2 separate regions of the Mus musculus genome follow, and region 1 is linked to region 2. A link is a contact called in public HiChIP or PLAC-seq data. All regions are on one chromosome and are shown on one strand. The core of a region is the stretch at or near the end of the contact, and the rest is flanking DNA. Distances in the headings are between cores, read along the strand shown. Region 1 overlaps Tmem266 (transmembrane protein 266). Region 2 has its middle 13 kb from the start of Ube2q2.

Region 1 (4,869 bases), core at 2,275-4,774, 230 kb after region 2:
ATAGCTATTGGATTTCTTGGACTTTCCCTCTGAGGACAGTAACTATTTGCCTAGCTGAAATTATGTATGTGTGTGTGTGTGTGTGTGTGTGTGTGTATACATATATATAATACATATGCATATATATATATATATATACATATAATATATATATTCATTCAACCAGTTGTGTTTCTCTAGAGAAGCCTGACTAATACAGTTAGTCACTCATGCTCTCCTCATCTCCTCAAGGCTTTCCGTGGAACCCTACACACCTGATTTCCTCTTCCCTTCATACTTATTTTTTAATTGACTAAAATTATACACATTTATGATATACAACATGATATTTCTAAATATGCAATATATTATGGAATGGGTAAATTATATACTCGCTACCTCACCTACTTATTCTCTTGTGTTGAGAACACTTAGCATGTACCTTCTTAGCAATTTTGTATGCCCAGCCCATTATTATTTACTGGAGTCACCATGCTGCTTTCTTCACTTTTCCTCCTCAGTCCTGCCTTCCAGTGGGTTCTCTTGGTCTGTGTGCAAGGGTGGATATTTTCCTCCCAATACATCACACAGACTACCAGAATCCGGCAGAAGCCTACTCTAATTTCTTTGAGGTCAATGGTATCCAATAGAAATATAACATAAGCCAACTATGCAATTCCAAATTTACCAGCAGCATATTTACAACATAAAAAGAAACAGACACACTTAACATGGAGCTAGTGAAATGGCTCAGTGGGTGCTTGCCATCAAGCCAGGGACACACATAGTAGGAGAGCAACAATTTCACACATTGTCCTCTGACCTCCACATGCACTCCCTGGTGCAAAGGCACCCGACATATGCATATGTGCAGACACACAATAGATGAATGGGTGTAGTAAGGAAAGGGATGAAATCTTAACTAATTTACTTCATCACTATGTTCATTCACTATGCTATGCTACCCACATGTAATCAACATAAAGGTTATCAAGGAGATAGTTTGCATTCTTCTCTCCATGCTCTCTCAGCGACCAGCACGTGTTCCTCACATTCAGCACGTTACAGCTGTGGTCTGAACCTCAGTGCTCAGGAGCTGTGTGTGGCTTACGGCTCTCATTCTGATGTAGCCCCACAGGCCGCAAGACAAACACCCAGTGCGTGCAGTGCCCAGCACCTTGCTCTGTCTTCAAATCGACTTATGACAATGGGGTTGTCCTCATTTTTTTTTTAGGTGAGAAAACTAATATTTGAGCTTCTAATATAACCAATTGGTAAGTTACAAAATTTACATTGGTAACCCAAATGTGAGGCCAGAGCCTATTATTCTAAAATAGAATATCTCTAGAGATGGCTCAGTAGTCAGGAACATTCATACTTACATTACTCTTCTGAGGACTCAGGTTTGGTTCCCAGCACCTACATAGCAGCTAGCTATTGTAACTCCAATACCAGAGGAGTTTATGCCTTCTTTTGGCCTCCGTGGGCACTGTATACACACGGTGCACAGACTTACATACAAGAAAAACACCCATATACATAAAAGTAAGTCCCTTAAAAATTTAAAAATAGAATGTTTGAGGAGCTGGGGAGATAGCCTGATCAATAAAACCATTGCTATGCGCACATGCTCGTAATCCCGGCACTGGGCATGTAGAAATAGCATGATCCCTGAGCCCCAAATAATTTTGTCTCCAAAAGTGGGTGTCTGCTGAGGAATGACCTCCAAGGTTGACCTTTGGCTTCCACATGCACCTGTGCTCATTCTTGCGTGCTCTCGAATGCACACACACACACACACACACACACACACACAAAACCACACACATGTAACCCCCACCCCATACACACACGTCATACATACCACACAAAATAAGAAAATATTGGCACTGGGAAGCTTTTGGGGAAAGTATCCAAACTATCAGCTCCATAAATCTTCAGTGTTCTCAGCACCTAGGCTCCTGCCAGGGCTCAGTCATGTGAATGAATGAATCTGGTCTCACCTTATGGGAGGCTTGTCTGTCACCCTGGAGCCCTTGCTCCTCATTTCCACTGCACTGGGCTTCTTTGATGTCCCTTATGCCAGGCAGTCGAGCAACTACATGAAAACATAGGCTCTTGCCACCCGGAGATTGATTTTTAAGGGAACAGATTTTAGCAGAGACCCTTCCCTGTGCCCCCAACCTCAGGGGGCACCATCAATAATATTCCTGGCTAATTTCTTTCTTTTTTCCCTTACCCTGGCTACCCAGCTGATGGGCAAACCCAGAAGCTAAGACAGGTTACAAGATGTGAAGCCAGGTCTCTAAGTGAAGCCCACACACACCAACAAAGCTCACCCAACGTGGGTGGCCACCACCTCCAGTTTCCACCTCCAGGTCGTGCTCTGTCGTGACAACTCAAGCTGTTTCCCCGGTAGGAGAGCAGCATGACTCTCTAGGAGGGTCACACTGACCCACAGAGCCAGTGGCTGCTTGCCATGCCTGGATGCCTGGCATGAGAGCCCAGTTGCTGGGTCACCCGCCCTCAGGTTTGTTCAGGGCCAGTCAGGCAGCATCCTCCCAGGGACCTCGAAGCAGCTGCCTCCTGACAGGGTCACAGTAAATGTCATAGATTGCTGAAGTGTACAACTAAGAGCTAAGTAAAGATCACGCATCATGATGCTTTCAGACTGCCTGGATTATACGTCTGTGGATGCTGTCAAGACACAGACTTGCGATTCACTTGGTCTAGGATAGGATCTAGTGATCCTTGTTTCTAACAAGCACCAGGTGGTGGTCCTGCCACAACTGGTCCAGGCCCCATACCTTGGAAAGCAAGACTCTTTCTATCCTTATCAGCATTTCATTAAATGTGAAGTAAGTGGGGTAGGGGGATAATTCAAGTCGCAGTACAAGGCTCCTTTATGACAAACTATACTTACTGCCTCCAGGACTCCTTGACTAACCACAGGCTACCTGTAGTAACACCTTCTTCTTCCAGTTAGATTGTTGGACACAAGGATGCATCCTGTTCTCCTGTGGCTCTCTCTTTGATTCCACCTAAGAGGCCTTGTAAGCTGTGAAATGTGCATTCTTTGTAGTAAGAACTCCTGAGAGTGGCTTTGTACCAGGTACTCCTGGGATCAGAGGCACAGTGGGTCAAAATCCAAGTTGGAACCCAGTATCAGACCTGAAGAGAAAGATAAGGAGAGAGGTGGGAAATATCTAGTGCAGGAATCCAGATGTCCACAGGTTTGTACTGAGGTATTCTGCACGAGAGTCCATAGGCCAAGAGAGAAGTTTGCTGGCTCACCTCATTACATTATGCCTTGGCTAGTTTTTATGTCAAGTTGACCCGAGCTAGAGTCATCTGAGGGGAGGGGACCTCAGCGCAGAAGATGCCTCCTAACATCAGGCTACAGGCAAGCCTGCAGGGTATTTTCTTAATTAGTGATTGCTGTAAGAAGGCCCAGTAAATTGTGGAAGGAACCAACCGGCTCCAGGCTGGAGGTCTTAGGTTCTGTAAGAAAGCACATTGAGCAAGCTATGAGGAATGAGTCAGTAAGCCCCACCCCTCCATGGCTCCAGCATCAGCGCGTGTCTTAGGGTTCCCCCCCAGCTTGAGTTCCAGCCTTGGCTTCCTTCAGTGAACTGTGACTCAGGATATGTAAACCTTGGTTTCCTTCAGTGAACTGTGACTCAGGTTATGTAAACCCTTCCTCCCCAAGTTGCTCTGGATCGTGGCTTTTTATCACAACAGTAGAAATTGGAACTAAGACACGCTATGTCCAAGACATGTGAGAGAGGTGGTGTGATTGCCTTTCAAACAAGTCAGTTCCAGCCCTGGCGCCTCTAAGAGCTCTAACATTTGTTGAATAAACACACACACAAAGGTCAAAAAAGACAGGGCACTAATAACCAAACATACCGCAAGACTCCACACACTCAACAATGATATCACACTTCAAAAGTGGCCATGGCAAATCAGTTTTCCTTTTAATGCCAATGAATTGGGTTCTTTTCAGGGTATTCACAGCCCAGTGCAAGCCCAACGATGTGCACTGCCAAACAAGGCCACCCAGTTATAAGTACTAACCGTCAGAGTCAGTCAGACAAGGCCACCCAGTTATAAGTACTAACCATCAGAGTCAGCCTAAGCTTGTCTGCTGTGGTAGTTACTTTCCCAGTGATTAAGAAATAGATAGGATGAAAGGATAAGCCATACCCTTGGAGAAACAGAATTATCTCCACAAGAAAGTAAAGGAAGTCAGGAGTGACGACTCAGTGGTTGAGATCACTTACTGCTCTCCCAGAGGGCCTGAGTTCACTTCCCATAACCCACACCAGGCAGCTCACAACTGCCTGCAACTCCAGCTCCAGGGGGTCTGACGCCCTCTTCTGGCCTCCAAGGGCACCTGAACATCTGTGGCATTTGCTCACACAGACACACTCATATATACATAACTTTTAAAAAAGTCATTAATGGAGCTTTTTAGAAAGAAAGAAAGAAAGAAAGAAAGAGAGAAAGGAAGAAAGAAAGAAAAAGAAAGAAAGAAAGAAAGGAAGAAAGAAAGGGAGGAAGGGAGAGGGAGAGAGAGAAAGGAAGGAAGGAAGGAAGGAAGGAAGGAAGGAAGGAAGGAAGGAAGGAAGGAAGGAAAGAAGGGAGAGAGGAGAGAGAGGGAGAGAGAGAGAGAGAGAGAGAAAGAGAAGAAACCAGTCTAATTAAAAGGGAGTGTCAGAATAGACCACCAAATTAATGTATGGACGGTAAGCATAAGAAAGAATTATTTAGCATCATATATAATCAGGGAAATGTAAATTAAGGCAATGAGACTATTACATGCCAGCCACTGGCAAGAATGTGGGGAAATGATCTGATAAAAAATGGTAGAGCTAACCTGGAGACAGT
Region 2 (4,518 bases), core at 1,092-3,591:
ATCATAGAATTTCTGGGTCTATCCATTTCTTGTGTGACCCCCCTCCTTTGATATGAGAATCCAGTGCTTTAAAATCGAATATGTTCTATCAATTGCACAATGTGTTTGGTGTGAACTTTTTATACATGTGACGTGCACCAACCTCTCTGGTGACTAACAGACCTATTCTACCAGCTATTTGAACTGGGAGAAGGTCTGTTTTTCAAGTTTCTAGTCTTTCCTTTTTTCCTACAAAGATCACTAGTTACGCAAGACCTTAAGCCAAAAGGCAAGATGGTCCACACCCTGGAAGTTTCGTTGCCAGATGAAACACTAAGGTTTGGTGCTAACATTCAACTCTAAGTGCAACGTTCCCTTCATCACCCACCATCCTTCAGCATGTAAGCAAAGCAGTCTGTGCTCAGCTTCCTACGACATCACATGAAAATGTCTCCAAATGAACACCTGAGCCAGCCTTTGTGGGTCTTTTCCCATGTCACCTATGATACCAAATGCTTCTGTGTGTGTGTGGGGGGGGGAGGTTTAGCACCACGACTTTCTTTGTGAAGGGGCCACATGCCCTCTCACCTTCTGCTGCAAGCACCTTAGTCTTTGACTATCATTTCTGTGGCATTATCAGACCATTTTCCTACATAGAATCCAGCTATATCAGCTGACAAGGTCATGTACTTGGATGTCTGACAATGGCCGACTACTTACTGTGTTCTATGTGTCTGTTTTTGATTACCATCCACATCCTGTCACCCACCTCTGCACAGCACACTTTGGATGATACCACTCTATCTGGTTCCCTTCTCCCCAGCTTCAGCCTGCATGCGCTATGCCTCTCCTCTGCTCTCTCTAGGTCCCTGCTCTCTCCCTCCTCTCCCTCATGTCACTCTCACAACCACAATAAAAGATGCTTTGTTATCATTTATGGACTTCTTTTTGAAGCAAGGTCTTACTATGTAGCCTTGGTTGGCCTATAACTCATTATAGTAGATGAAGTTGGGCTCTAGTGGTAGCGCGCACCTTTAATCCCAGCACTCGGGAAGCAGAGGCAGGCGGATTTCTGAGTTCGAGACCAGCCTGGTCTACAAAGTGAGTTCCAGGACAGCCAGAGCTACACAGAGAAACCCTGTCTCGGAACAAACAAACAAACAAACAAACAAACAAACAAACAAAGAACTCTGCCTGTCTCTGCTTTCCAAGTGTTGGGATTAAAGATATTAAAGGCTGTGAGGTATACACATGCATGTGCATGCGTGTGAAAGCCAGAGGTTAGCTTCACGTGTCTTCTATGTCACCTATTACATCACCGTCATCATCGCCATCACCATCACCACCATCATCATCTTTTTTGAGACACCCTCTCTTACTGAATTTGTAACTTGACAATTTGGCTAGACTGACTGGCCAGCGAGGCCTTGGTGTTCCTCCTGTCTCCACTTCCCCAGTGCTGGGACTACAGATGCACACTGTCACACTCAGCTTTTCATGTGGTTGCTGGCAATTCGCACTCACGTCTTCATGTTTGCCTGGCTAGTTAGCTGTTTCTCCAGTTCTCCATAATTTTACCTTGGGTTTTTAATAAAGATCTTGAGTTATCCTAAGATTGGTATCTTTGTTCTCTTTGAACATGCCTTTGATAGAACCTCCCAGTGTAGCACTTCAGTCATCCCAGAGAAGACAGAAGATACATGTTAACTGGATAAATAACAGCTATCTGTTTTGAAGGAAGTCAAATGAAGAAAGAGCAGACAGATCTAGGGACTCCCAAGGTGTCCTGTTTGCTCTGAATCTGGAGTCCTTGGCAGAGACATTACTGCCTTGTGTAATGCAGTTGTGTAAGTGGGAATAAGGCTCAGGCGTTGGAAGGACACAGCCCCTCCGAATCATAGGGCTTGAGGTATGGGCTCCCCAATCCAGGCATTCCTTGCTTAAACAATGCACGCAGTCTTGGGTCATTCCATCTTAGATGGTGATGTATTACATGGGATTCTCTGAGGCAGCCTTCTGCCACTCAGAATTTGTGGGAAAATGTTATTCTTGTTTGCAGGGTGATCTTTTCCCACACATTTTCTCTTTGGCTTCCTGGGTAGAAGAGGAGAGTCCTTACTGCCATTGTGAGCAAGTAGTAATGTAGTTTGAAGGACCACAGCAGTTCTGGGAGAAATGCTTCTGAATATAATTGTGTCGTCTCTGGGAGGCTCACTGCCTCTCTGTGACTGAGAGCAGCCCTGGGGAGCGGATGGGGGTGGGGAGGAGGCACTGGGAACAATTTCTCTCTGGCTGGAGCTCTGCATCACTCCCACAGTGGTGTACTGATCTCAGAAGTGGGCTAGGAAGCCAGGAGGAGGAGAGTAGTGTGAGGAAACCAAACAACTGTCAGTACCTTGTGATTCAGACCTTCCAGTTGTAGAGGGAGTGATTTGAGTTGACACGAATTCCCAGAATGCCTGACACACCCACAAGCAAGCGGGCCCCAACCCATCCCAGGAACCTTCTGTCGGCCAGCTGAGAGCTTGTGTGGCTTCTCTCAGCACCATGTTCTGCTCTACAACAGCATGTCCCCACGAGATCATCAGTGAGAGTTTGTTCCTGTGGAAAATGGTTCAGGAGGCTTGCCTGATACTAACCCCTTAATTTTCAATGGGGAAGGTTGTTTCAGGAGAACTGGTGTCCTGTCTTTGCTGGAAGCTTGACACACCTTAGCTTCTCTTATTTCTTAAATTACTCAAGCAGATTGGTCAGCGGTTGGCTTGGTGGCAATGACAGGAATATTTACTTTGTAAGCCTGGGAGGGCACAGGAAGGTCTGGAGAAACACCTTTCCCTGCGGCTGCTGGAGTCAGCACTAGAAAGGAACACTCTCCGTATCTGGGAAGCTAAATATATTACTGCTGAAGATTACCCAGGAAATGATAAAGTCAGGGTTAGAGTCCATGTTGGATGGCTGCTAGTCCCGTGTAACTTTCAGTATGCTCTGTGCCACCCAGCATAAATGTCTCTCTATTCATCCATTTGTTCATTTATTCATTCACTCATTAACTCCATATTTGTTGAACAATCTTAGTTGGCCCTATGATATGAGCATATAGATCTAGAGCCATAAATGAGATAGACATGACATTTAAGTGCCATAAGACACATTAATTGGGGAATTATCCAATAAACGATGGCAAATGTGGCTCCTTGCAAGAATCCGAGGGGGCCAAAGATACTGGCAAGTATAAACCTAACCTGGCCCTGTTGTTGTTGTTGTTGTTCTCCTCCTCCTCCTCTTCTCCTCCTCCTCCTTGTCAAGGAGATACAAGCTAGTTATATGGAAAGACAGCCTCAATTAGGAAAATGCCTCCGTAAGATTGCCTGGAGGCAAGTTTGTAGCACATTTTCTTGAGTCCTGATAGATGTGGGAGGAGCCAGCTTGCTGGGGCTGGAGCCTGGGTTATATAAGAATGCAGGCTGAGCCAGGTTATAGTGCACACTCATGCTTTTCATCCCAGGAGGCAGAGGCAGGCAAATCTCTGTGAGTTCAAGGACAGCCTGGTGTTTTCGGAGTGAGTAGAAAAGTCAGTGCTAGCTACATGTGGGACTTGTTTGGAAAAAAAACAAAACAGAGAGGATGGGCAAGAGAGAGCCATGGGGAACAAGGCAGAAAGCACTGTTGTTTTACAGACCAGTTCTTGCCTCTAGGTTCCTGCCTTGGCTTCCCCTGATAATAGGCTGTAACCTGTAAGCCACAACAAAAAACAACCACAAAAAACTGCTATCTTAATGGCCATCAAGCCCCAGGACTCCAACTGTCTCGGTCTCCCCAGAGCTGGACTTACAGGAGTCTGCCACCTTACCTGGCTTGCTTGTGTGTTTGTTTTAGTTTCGTTGTTTTGTTTTGTATTTTGAGACAAGGTTTCTCTGTATAGTCCTGGCTGTTCTGGGACTCGGTTTGTAGACCAGGCTGGCCTCAGCTCACACATATATGCTTGCCTCTGCCTCCCATGCCATCACACATGGGTTCTCCTATCAAACTCAGGTCTGCATGTTTTTACGGCTGTAATCAGGTTTGCATGCTTTTATCAGCCTTGACTGGCTGAGTTATTTTCCCAGCTCCTCCCATCCCAGTCTTCTTTTGAGTGTTTTGTGTGGAACAGCTCAGAAGTCAAAAAAGAAACAATGTAATCTGTTTTAGCCAACACTGAGACAGGCCCCTGCCCGCCTTCCCTTTCTTAGGACATTTATTACAAAAGGAAATATTTTCTATGTCTTTGGTGTGTGTGTCCATCAACGCATAGTGTTTTGCTCAAGGACCCAAAAACCATTACTTTGAAACGTATCCATCAGAACGGACAGGGAAAAGTGGATCCTAACTTTGAGAGTGGCACCATCGCATCCCTGCAAGCCCTCAGCAAGCTCTTCCCCTAGGACCAGTTCACTCCCCTGACCCTCCTTCTCAACCTGACCTGTCACCGATGCACACACTGGAACGGAGCTTGGCCCTTTCCCCTGTTGTCAGAAGTTACTGAATGAAAAATCTGTTCTC

Evidence for each region. HiChIP or PLAC-seq counts read pairs in DNA pulled down with a chosen protein or histone mark.
Region 1: a contact with region 2 is called in a FOXA1 HiChIP or PLAC-seq map of pancreatic cancer cells. The contact joins two enhancer-like sites. A contact is called at or near these places in 3 of 39 promoter capture datasets (the 3T3-L1 cell line and liver), 1 of 484 Hi-C or Micro-C datasets (bone marrow-derived macrophages), 1 of 115 datasets of contacts at active chromatin or transcription factors (pancreatic cancer cells) and 1 of 9 other capture datasets (adipose tissue).

What each region holds. Positions count from the first base shown.
Region 1 is chr9:55,358,612-55,363,480 of GRCm38.p6, forward strand. All of the region lies in intron 1 of Tmem266 (transmembrane protein 266), which reads left to right. Among named protein-coding and RNA genes, the nearest start is that of Tmem266, 34 kb to the left of the region's middle. Within about 2 kb of position 3,525, at least 49 of the 459 cell types and tissues checked have an H3K27ac peak or open chromatin away from gene starts, as enhancers often do. A contact at or near this core is called in pancreatic cancer cells, where this site is marked.
Region 2 is chr9:55,134,425-55,138,942 of GRCm38.p6, forward strand. No RefSeq gene overlaps it. Among named protein-coding and RNA genes, the nearest start is that of Ube2q2, 13 kb to the right of the region's middle. Within about 2 kb of position 2,342, at least 78 of the 459 cell types and tissues checked have an H3K27ac peak or open chromatin away from gene starts, as enhancers often do. A contact at or near this core is called in pancreatic cancer cells, where this site is marked.